Regions from separate parts of the Cricetulus griseus genome. Here all the other regions are linked to region 3. Evidence: chromatin contacts called from public Hi-C data. All regions are on one chromosome and are shown on one strand. Each heading gives the region's core, a stretch centred on a gene start, on an enhancer-like site or on the middle of the called end of the contact. The rest is flanking DNA. Distances are from core to core; before and after follow the strand shown. Region 1 has its middle 8.2 kb from the start of Trib1. Region 2 overlaps LOC103159000 (E3 SUMO-protein ligase NSE2). Region 3 overlaps LOC103159000 (E3 SUMO-protein ligase NSE2).

Evidence for each region. A called contact is a pair of places that touch in the nucleus more often than the background predicts.
Region 1: a Hi-C map of the CHO-K1 cell line shows a contact between it and region 3, with 6 times the contacts expected there. The contact joins two enhancer-like sites. A contact is called at or near these places in 5 of 8 Hi-C or Micro-C datasets (the CHK-Q cell line, the CHL-YN cell line, the CHO-K1 cell line and 1 more).
Region 2: a Hi-C map of the CHO-K1 cell line shows a contact between it and region 3, with 2.8 times the contacts expected there. The contact joins two enhancer-like sites. A contact is called at or near these places in 3 of 8 Hi-C or Micro-C datasets (the CHO-K1 cell line and fibroblasts).

Annotation. Positions count from the first base shown.
Region 1 is chr10:27,997,733-28,001,040 of CriGri-PICRH-1.0, reverse strand. No RefSeq gene overlaps it. Among named protein-coding and RNA genes, the nearest start is that of Trib1, 8.2 kb to the right of the region's middle. Within about 2 kb of position 1,885, at least 1 of the 6 cell types and tissues checked has open chromatin away from gene starts, as enhancers often do. A contact at or near this core is called in the CHO-K1 cell line, where this site is marked.
Region 2 is chr10:28,086,605-28,089,679 of CriGri-PICRH-1.0, reverse strand. All of the region lies in intron 4 of LOC103159000 (E3 SUMO-protein ligase NSE2), which reads left to right. Among named protein-coding and RNA genes, the nearest start is that of Trib1, 97 kb to the right of the region's middle. Within about 2 kb of position 1,494, at least 2 of the 6 cell types and tissues checked have open chromatin away from gene starts, as enhancers often do. A contact at or near this core is called in the CHO-K1 cell line, where this site is marked.
Region 3 is chr10:28,246,908-28,250,190 of CriGri-PICRH-1.0, reverse strand. All of the region lies in intron 2 of LOC103159000 (E3 SUMO-protein ligase NSE2), which reads left to right. Among named protein-coding and RNA genes, the nearest start is that of Washc5, 15 kb to the left of the region's middle. Within about 2 kb of position 1,565, at least 1 of the 6 cell types and tissues checked has open chromatin away from gene starts, as enhancers often do. A contact at or near this core is called in the CHO-K1 cell line, where this site is marked.

The DNA of each region.
Region 1 (3,308 bases), core at 636-3,135, 250 kb after region 3:
CTGCGGCCAGCTCATCTGGAGGCAGTAGTGTTTTCATTGATCTGCTGATGCACACATCCTGCTGAGCCGGATGGATGGACGGACGGATGGCTGTCTTCTCACTGGGTATCAAATTCCAGGAACAGCTTCAAGGCCAGACACCTCAGATGCACTCCACTGTCAGTGAGGACAGCTTTGGGTGGCAGAGGTTGGTCTGTGAAGGCCTTCCAGTAGCACAGCTGACCTCCTGCTCCTAGGAGTCCCCTGTCCCTGTACTCTGTGCCCACATAACACCTGGCACAAAGTAGGAGAGCAATAAACATGGGCCAGATGACAAATGGCGCTGGCTTAGGCAAGGGTCCCTTCCAAAATCCTGGTCTAAAAAGTTTTTAGCAAATTGAATGATGGCTACAGAAGCTAGAATCACAGATCTACAGATGAGGCCTCTAGTCAGTCTCTCCCAGATACCCTACTTTGTAACTTCTTGAAGACGTGCAGGTGGGTGACAGCAAGCTTGGGAAGGGAAGAGGAGGGGGCAGTAAAGTCCTTCGTAGTATACAAAACCTGGGTGTGAATTTAGTCATTTTAGCTGTGTGTCTTTGGATGAATTACTTGCCTTCTCTGAGCCTCCTTTTCCTTCAGTTAGAAAATGGAACTTTTAACAATGACTGTTGTGAGGCTGAATGAGATTAATGTCTGCAAAATACATTGGATGGCACAGTAGCAGTAGTCAGCACAGGTGAGTTAGCTATCTCAAAGGCAAAGAGAGGCAAACAGCCTCCTTCCAGGAAGCGGCGAAGGGAGGGCTGCCAAGCCTCCATCAATGACTGAGGCCCACTCTGCCCTTCTGTTCGCCATCTGCAGCCATCCCCGGGACTGTTGCTGTCAGAAGAAAAGCCACCAACCCAGAGAGCTTTTACATGGATGTCTTAGACACCAAACAGTCCGGTTTCCTTGAAGCAGGGAGGGAGCCACTCTTGGCTGGCTGCCACCGAGGAGGCCAAGTGCCCGTGAAGCCATCTCTCACAGACCCCAGATTACATGTGAAGTAGGCTCTCTGTTTTCCTCCCTGTCTCCTCTCTCTCTCTCTCTCCCCCTGCCTTTTTTTCTCATAAGAAAAAAACCCAGCCCATGGGTATATTTTTATATCTGCTTTTGACAAATGCTTTATCTGCCAAGATGACTCACTGGTGTGAGGGAGCAGCTTCAGTGGGGCCTCCCCAAGTCCTGAAGATGCTCGAGGGGCTACCAGGGCCCCTGTACTTGCCTGGATGCTGGCAGGACAAGACAAGGCGGCTGTGGGTAGCAAGCCCCTCGCATGTGGCTGTGCACATCAGGCACCTTCCGGAGTAAAAGGGCATTTGCTCTGGTCGGCATCAGTCAGCTTTCTGCTGTGGAACCATCTTTGTACACTGTAAATATGTATTGCTCTCGTTGTTAATGAAAAGCTGATTGGCTTGGCACGAAGAGATTGGGCGAAACAGCCTGACAGAGAGAATGCTGGGAAGAGGAAGGGCGGAGTCAGAGGAGTTGCCAGCCAGACACAGAGGGAGCAGGAGATGAACGGGCCATGCTAATAAAGGTGCCGCCACGTGGCAGAGCATAAATAAGAACTATGGGTTAATTTAAATGTAAGAGTTAGCTAGCAACAAGCCTGAGCTATTGGCCGAGCATTTACAATTACTATTAAGGCTCACTGTGGTTATTTGGAAGTGGGCTGGTGGGACAGGAAAACTCCACCTACAGCTTTCTTCATTGCTATGACAGCTGACAGAAGTGACTTAAGAGGGGGAGGAGTTTATGTCAGCTCAGGCTTCGAGGGTAAGGCCCAGCAGGGCAGGGAAGGTGTGGTGTTGGGAGCCACTCCATCTGTGGTGACAAGAGCTTGCAGCCGTTGCTTGCTCATATCTTGGTGGATCAGGAACTAGAACCAAGGCCCATCCCCAGTGACTCACTTCTGCTAGACGAGCCGTAGTCCCAAAGTTTCCAAACAAGCACCACCAACTGATGAGCCCATGCCACATTCAAACCACAACATTATAGCAAATGTCCTAGAACCTGTTAGACTTTCTGATTCCTCCAGAAGCTTCTGGCACTGTTCCAGGTCTCCATTGCTAGGTAACAAACCATCCCTAAACTTGGGGAGATCTGGAGAGACAACATGCACTTGCTTATGGTGGGGTGAGCTCTGGTCTGTTCCAAGGAGGGACCTTCACTCCTGAGGCAGCTTCCTCTCTCTTTCCTGTTGCCTCGACTTGAACAGTAGCAGGACAGGCCTGACTGGGACTGTCACCTGGAGAGCCTCCTGTCACCTTTAGGGCATGATATTCTCAGTGTCTGTGGGCTGTAAGTCCCACTGTCCCAGGGAACAAGGGAGAAGCTGTGTGGCTCCTGGTGACTGAGCCAGGGGAGTCTGAAAACACTTTCTCCTTGGACTTCATTGGCCGACACAGATAGCTAGACTCAAGGGGCTCTGTCTCTCAAAATGCAAGTGGCAATGATCTGGGCAGTAGTCTGTGCCAGCCAGACAGGAGGGAATCAGGGAACCCTCCTCCCAGACCACTTTCTTCCCCCGTGGCCCTCCCTCAGTTGGGGGACATCTGTTATCTCCAAGTTTTGTGCTTTCGGGAGCACTGCACAGGAATAGAGGAGTCTTTCTGGGTTTCAAGCTCAAAGGTCTTGAAGGCCAGCTGTGACTGTGCCTGGTGGGTGTTAGGGACTGTGGCACTCATGCCTCGTGTCTCCAGGGGGTCCCTGGCATTGAGATGGAATCACAAAGTGTGGTAAACGTGCTTGGCCCGTGGGCTCCCACCACTGACTTGAGACACTCAGTCAAAGACTTAGCTTGACTTGGTGGCAGTCTATACCTATGGAGCCCATGAGATAACTGGCTGTCCCTATGACACCTATGAGATACCTACCCAGACCTATGAGATACTAGCCATGATGCTTAATACCGATTGTTAGTTTAACTGGATCTAGAGTCATCAACGAGACAAAGCTTTTAGCATGACTGGGAGGGAGATTCTAGACTGAACCAAGAGCCAGGAGCTCCTCCCCACAGTGACACACTTCCTCTAACAAGGCCACGCCTACTTCAACAAGGCCACACCTCCTAATAGTGCCACTCCCTGTGGGCCAAGCATTCAAACACATGAGTCTGTGGGGGTCATTCCCGTTCAAACCACCACAATAACCTTGAACTCCTGATCCTTCTGCTTCTAGCTCCCACGTGATGGGATTACGGGTGTGTAGGTGTATGCTACCACTGCTGGCTAGAATTCCAGGTGGGTGCTGGGAATTGAACCTTACGCATGGCAGGCAGACAC
Region 2 (3,075 bases), core at 245-2,744, 160 kb after region 3:
CATTCCTCCCCTTAGCTTCCAACCCTCCCCCAAGTCCTCCTGGGCCCCCAGAGTGAGCAGCTACACACCGTCCATGGATGGCAGGGCAGTGACTTGAGATTATGGAAAGTGAGTCTAGCTTGTGGCCTTCAAAGACCGGTAATCAAATGCGGTGGAAACACGCAGAGATAGACGGGAGCGCTGTGGATGAAGGTGATAATTTGTTCAAAGGTCTTTAGCAGCCAGAAGAAGCAAAGTCTTTAATGTGGAAGTGCTGTGGGAGCCGCAGGCCAACTCCTCCTCGCCACCATTAGAAGCTTATGCAAAGCCGGGAAGTCAGACCGTGCTCTTTAGGCTTGCCATCTCCTTCCTAGACTCAGGACCACTCCCGGAAATAACCAAGGGCGGGTGGTGGATGCCAGTTCTCTTCTCTTCCCACCTCTAGAAGTGGGGTCGGTGACCCTGGAAGTAAGACTCTTTCTCCACGGCAAACGCTGCGTCTGGACCCACAGACTTGCGTTCCACAGCCGGGCTGCATCTGTGGGGTGCCATTGCAGGTGTTGGTGACACAGTGGGTCACTGAGGCTCTGGGGGTCCAGATGGGGAGGCGGCAAAGGATGAGGAGCCTGTTGTGTAGCAGAGGTGTGAACAAAGCAGAATGAATAAGGGCGGGGGAGGGACTCGTTCCAGGGAGGGTAAGGAGTCGCGGTTAGGCACAGGCGGCTACATGAGCTAGGCCTTTCTCCGGCTTTCCTCCTGTGACTGGCGTCTTTCTTTGCTCTCTCATTTCCTGGGGGGGTAGGGGAGGCGGTGCAGAGGGAGGGAATGTCACATGTGCCACTCTAGGGCTAAGGGACGGGTGGCACTGGGGAGGACTAGGGAATGAGTCTCCTGGTGGCAGAGCTGGAGACTCAGAAAGAGCTAGGTGGCCTCAGGCATTTCCTCTTCCTCCAAGTCCAGGGTCTGCTGTCACGCTGAGACAAAGTCTCTCCAGTGCTCAAAGACGAAACGAACTGGGGTAGCCTAGTCAGGGCTGAGTTGTGAGTCACAGCCCCGGGCTGCCTGCGCATTTTCCACCCAAGGCTCCTCTCAAGAAACTTTAGCTCGAAACCAGGTATCATATAGATATGGAAAATAGGCACACAAATCATTTGCAGCTCGTAAATCAATAACAGTTCTTGTTACTTCTTCAGTACACACATATAATCTTACCACTTATTAAAGATGAAAGTGTATTTGCATACGAGCTGGTTGGGGGGGTGCACTTGTTTACTTTTACATGAAGAATGAGGTCTTGGCCGAGCGTGCAGTTCCTTCAGTGGTTTTCAGAGCTGAATCAAACGTTCCAGTAAAATACAATCTGAAAACCGCTAATTCGATACTCACGTGCAGAGGAATGGCAGTGGGAAAATAGGAAAAGCCTTTGTTTTGAGTAATTAAGCCGTTGTGTTTCCTGTCAGAGCAGAAAAACACTGCAGTTGCTGTTGAGTGTACATCAGGGTGCTGCAGGCAGCATTCCCTGGCACCACACAGCAACGGCCCCGACAGGGCAGAGGTCACGTGCCATGGGGTTAGAACCCAGGCTGCTGTGAAATCACAGGAAACCCTTTCAACTGGCTGTGTCTGATTTTGCCGAGCCAGCGATCACCGGATGTTCAGACGCCCGTCACCGTTACCGGGTGGTTCAGAAGCCCCCACACTCAATCCTGTGACCCCAGGTAGCATCTTGGCCAGACCTCCTTTCAATGTAAGTGGTTTCGCAGGTCGAAAGGCTCAGTGTTCCCCACTGTAAAATGAAGGAATAAAACTTCTTTGTGGACATGCCAAAACTCAGCTCACCCTTGAGAGGCGCTTGCTAGCCTAGTGCTGGACCACACAGTCAGTACCAAATGTTGGCTCTCTGCCTCCTTTCTCGGTGGGTATTGCAGACCCGCTCTGGACGCTCCATCCGCTTAAGGCAGCAGCTCTCAACCTGTGGGTCTCAACCCTTTGGGGGTCAAATGACCCTTTCACAAGGGTCACATATCAGGTATCTTGCATGTCAGATATTTATTTATAGTTCAGAACAGTAGCAAAATTAGAGTTATAAACCAGCAATGGAAATAATGTTACGGTTGGGGTCACTGCAGCATGAGGAACTGTATGAAAAGGTCACAGCACTAGGAAGGTTGAGAAGCTCTGACCTGAGGATGTGTTGAGGTGCACATTTTAGGGTCCATGGCAGTTTAGCCACCGTAGCTGTGCTGAGCCGCATTCCCTGGGAAGGTGGGCCCTTCAGGCTCAACCGAGTGCTGTCTTTGTTCACCTCCAGGCTTGATGATGACAAATGCCGCCATCATCTCCGGACAAGCAAGTGAATGGCACACTCTCCCCTGGGAGTCTAGCCTCCTCACTTGAGGTTCTTTCTGTAGGGAGTTCCTGCCTTTGGTAGCACACACTTCAGCTCAGGATAACTTACTCAGCAGTGTGGAAAGCATACAACAAACGCCCCCTCCCTCTCACGACCTTGGAAAACAGAACTAATCAAAAACAGCGGAGCAACCATGAGTAAAAGCCTGCCCTAGGTCTGTCAGTGGCCCTGGGAGTGAGTGCATTGGTCATCCAAGGGAACCCAAAGAAACCCAAGTGTTCAGGGACTGTTAGGGGCAGCCATCGGGTCTTCATAACCGTCGTTTCTTACCTGCACACACCGCCTCCACTTCCTGTCAAACCACAATTGCAAGTCCACCTGAGGAGAAAGGCTGCCTCCTGAAGCCAAGTGCTGGTGCGATGCTTCTCTTCCCAGCCAAACTGCATCTCAGCGCAGTAACTGTGATGGCCCTTGTCTGGTAAATCTGAGGCGGCTGTCAGTCAGAGATACAGCGGCGGATCCTCGTTGTCGCCTGAATGCAGCCCAGCAGCGCTATTGATTCCTGTAGATAGGGAAAAAGGAACAAGAAGTAAGGCCCCATCTTACTGTAATTTAGGGAAGAAATCCCTGTTGGTTCATTCGCTCCTGTGCATCTAAGCTGCGGGACGCCCAGAAACCATTTGGAAAGGAAGGACACTGCGAGGATTTTAAAGTTATTCATTCCAAAAACCAACACCCTGAAGAAA
Region 3 (3,283 bases), core at 316-2,815:
GGGACGCTGTTAAAGATTGCTATCAGTATGGGGACAGTGGTGCACACCTTTAATCCCCACACTTGGGAGGCAGAGGCAGGTGGATCTCTGCAAGTTCAAAGCCAGCCTGGTCTACAGAGTGAGTTCAAGGACAGCCAGGCTACACAGAGAAACTTGTCTCAAAACAAAAGAAAGAAAGAAAAGAAAGGACTGCCAGCCGGTGCAGTTCTTGCTGTGTGGATTTAGCTAGTTGTTCTCTGAGTCTGTACACTGACAGGACAAGGTAGAAACAGCAGTAAAGCCAGTCCCGAGAGGCTCCCTTGGGTTGAGGCACGGGGCATAAGGCTAGCACTTCACACTAACTCCCTCCGTCCACATGCGACACTCTTGATTTGATTCTGACTTGTGACAGTGGCTGCACAAGGGCTGTATCTGATTCGGGTTTGCAGTTTTAAGTGTAGGACTCTTTATGACTAAATAGATACTGTTAAAAATCAGCAGTACACCTCCACCCCTCAGGAAGTACATAGTACCAAGCTGAATTGGAAGCACCGAGGCACACCCTGGGCCTTGTTTTACTCAACTGTGATGTTTTCCAGGTTGAAATTTAAGGAAGCCGTTTTCTCCTCCGAGAGCTGCTAGAAAAGACAGTTATCCAGACTCCCAGACTTCCCGCGGCCTGCTTGTGTTACAGCGGGCTTCCCGTGGTGCCTGCTCTTGGGGGAGACACCACATAACTTAAAGTAGCCCGCTTGTCCTCGGTCTCTCTTTCCCTCTGTCGTTAGCCACGGTAATATGCCATGTCCTTTCATACTGATAGTGGTTAATGTTGTCTTTGTTCATATAGTTTCCTGAATTTAAGTGGTGTTTTGTAGGTCGTTTGTTTTAATGGTGGGATCCACTTGATCCGGGTTGTCTGGGGACACAGCCCTCTGATTCTCATTGGATGTCTTGGGAGTTTGGAACCCAGGTAATGCATATCGGGTGTTGAACTATATAACTCTGAGGTAGTGGATGGCCTCTGTCTCGTTTTATCTCTGTGTCTCTGTCTCTGTCTCTGTCTCTGTCTCTGTCTCTGTCTCTGTGTCTGTCTCTCTCTGTCTCTCTCTGTCTCTCTGTCTCTCTCTGTCTTTCTCTCTGTCTCTGTCTCTCTCTCTGTCTCTCTCTCTCTCTCTCTCTCTCTCTCTCTCTCTCTCTCTCTCTGTATGTGTGTGTGTGTGTGTTTGAGACAGGTTTCTCTCTGTAGCACTGGCTGTCCTAGAACTCAGTATGTAAAACCAGGCTGTCCTTGTGCTCAGAGATCTGCCTGCCTCTGCTATGATTAAAGGTGTGTGTCACCACACTGGGTTTGTAGATAGCTTTTAAGGCTGTCGCTTAATAAGGTGTATTTGGATCCAGAATGAAACACGAGTTTCTGTCTAGAATTTGTTAATTTATTAAAAACAGTTTCGAGTCTTTCACTGAAGGACTTAAGCACTCCCGAATTTGAGGGTGAGTCAGAGCCACTAGATATCTCCGTAGGACAGCTCACTGGTCCCTGCCAGCATAGTTTTAATAATTATGAGTAGCACAGCGGTTTGCATTTCCAATATTCCCAGGCACGGCAAATGCCAGGGACCTCCTCACTTTGAGAACATGAGTCCAGTCATTATGTCCCATGCGATAAAAGGCCTGCCACTAGATGGCATCAGAACACTTCTTAGGAGGTAGCCATTGGCTGAATGGTTCTAGACTCTTGATCAGAGTTCAGGCTGTGTAAGATTCATCATATTATTAGAGTTTAGTATTCTGGAGCCTGTTCTGGTCCATGCACATAAGAGTAAAGATGCTTTGATTCTGTCAAACCTAGGAAACTGTAGGAATATTACCGCTGCAGTCTTTCAAGATCCCCTCACCTAGAGTAAACACTGCTTCTCATTCCAGGGGCTCCTTTTCGGTTATTCATGTTGTTCCATTTTATTTTCGGGGGATTGCTGCAGGACTTGTTACTAATCGGAACGATAGGAGCGGGAGAGATGGCTAAGCAGTTAAGAGCACTAGCTGCCCTACAACCACAACCACTTGCCAGTTCTAGGGGCCCCATGCCACCTCTGGCCCCCAAGAACACCAGGCACACGGGTTTTGCATATACATAGATGCAACAAACATTTTATGTCACACGATAAAATAAGATAAAGAAATCTTTAAAAATAAACAATTCCTTTAAAATATATGAAAACAGGCCTAGAGAGATGGCTCCTCAGTTAAAGGCTAGGATGACAACCAAAGTACATAAAAACAAGTTACTTCTCAGGAATCGTAAGACAAGTGAGATTTATGCTTCTTGACTACTGGATTTTGACTTGTTAGCTTTTAGAATCACTTTAAACTGTCTGTTCACATAAAGATTCATAATTTTGTCCTTTTTCCAGTTGCATTTGGAACAGTGGTAGAGGGTTAAAGGTGTGAAACACTTACTTCCTATTGGCTTCCCAAGGGAAGAAGTTTCTGCTGCTCTCTGCCTCCCCTGCCCTCCTCACCCCATCCATGCCCAGCTGTCCCCCCACCCCTGTGATGCTCTTTCTTCAACCTAAGGGCTGGCATCCGCTTCCCACATGGCGGTACGTGTGGAGCTGATGGCTGGCTCTGTCCTGTTTGCTGAGCTTGCCTGTGCACATCAGCATGGCTTATTTGGAAATAGTAAATGAGTAAATGAGTCACTTTTTTGTTGTTGTTGTTGTTGTTGTTTTGTTTTTTCCAGACAGGGTTTCTCTGTGTAGCTTTGGAGCCTATCCTGGCACTCGCTGTGGAGACCGGGCTGGCCTCGAACTCACAGAGATCCGCCTGCCTCTGCCTCCCGAGTGCTGGGATTCTTTTTATTTTTTTTAAACAGGTTATATATAGTACCTAAGTACTGCTTGGGTTTTCTAGACCCCTGACAATACTTTTCTATTGGTTCTGTTTTCTTCTTGGATTTCTTTGTTTTGTTTTCTTTTTTCTTGGCCTTTGGAGCTGAAGCTTTGGTTAGATTTCAGTGACGGCACAGGGTTAAAAAAAGGGACTAACACAGAAAAATCTAAACAGGAGCCACTCTATCAGATTCAAAGCCAGGCCAGCACTGCAGAGCTTCTCTGGTCTCTGGCACTGCTGTGCATCTTTGGTCTCTGGCACTGTGGTGTCTCTGGTCTCTGGCACAGCAATGCGTCTCTGGTCTCTGGCAAGGGCTGAGCATGGGCCTAATGCTAAGCGGTGATGACAACAGAGGCAGAGGTGGAGCAGGCATCAGGAGCATTTTTTAAAAACACTGTAGTCCTCTTTTAACGAC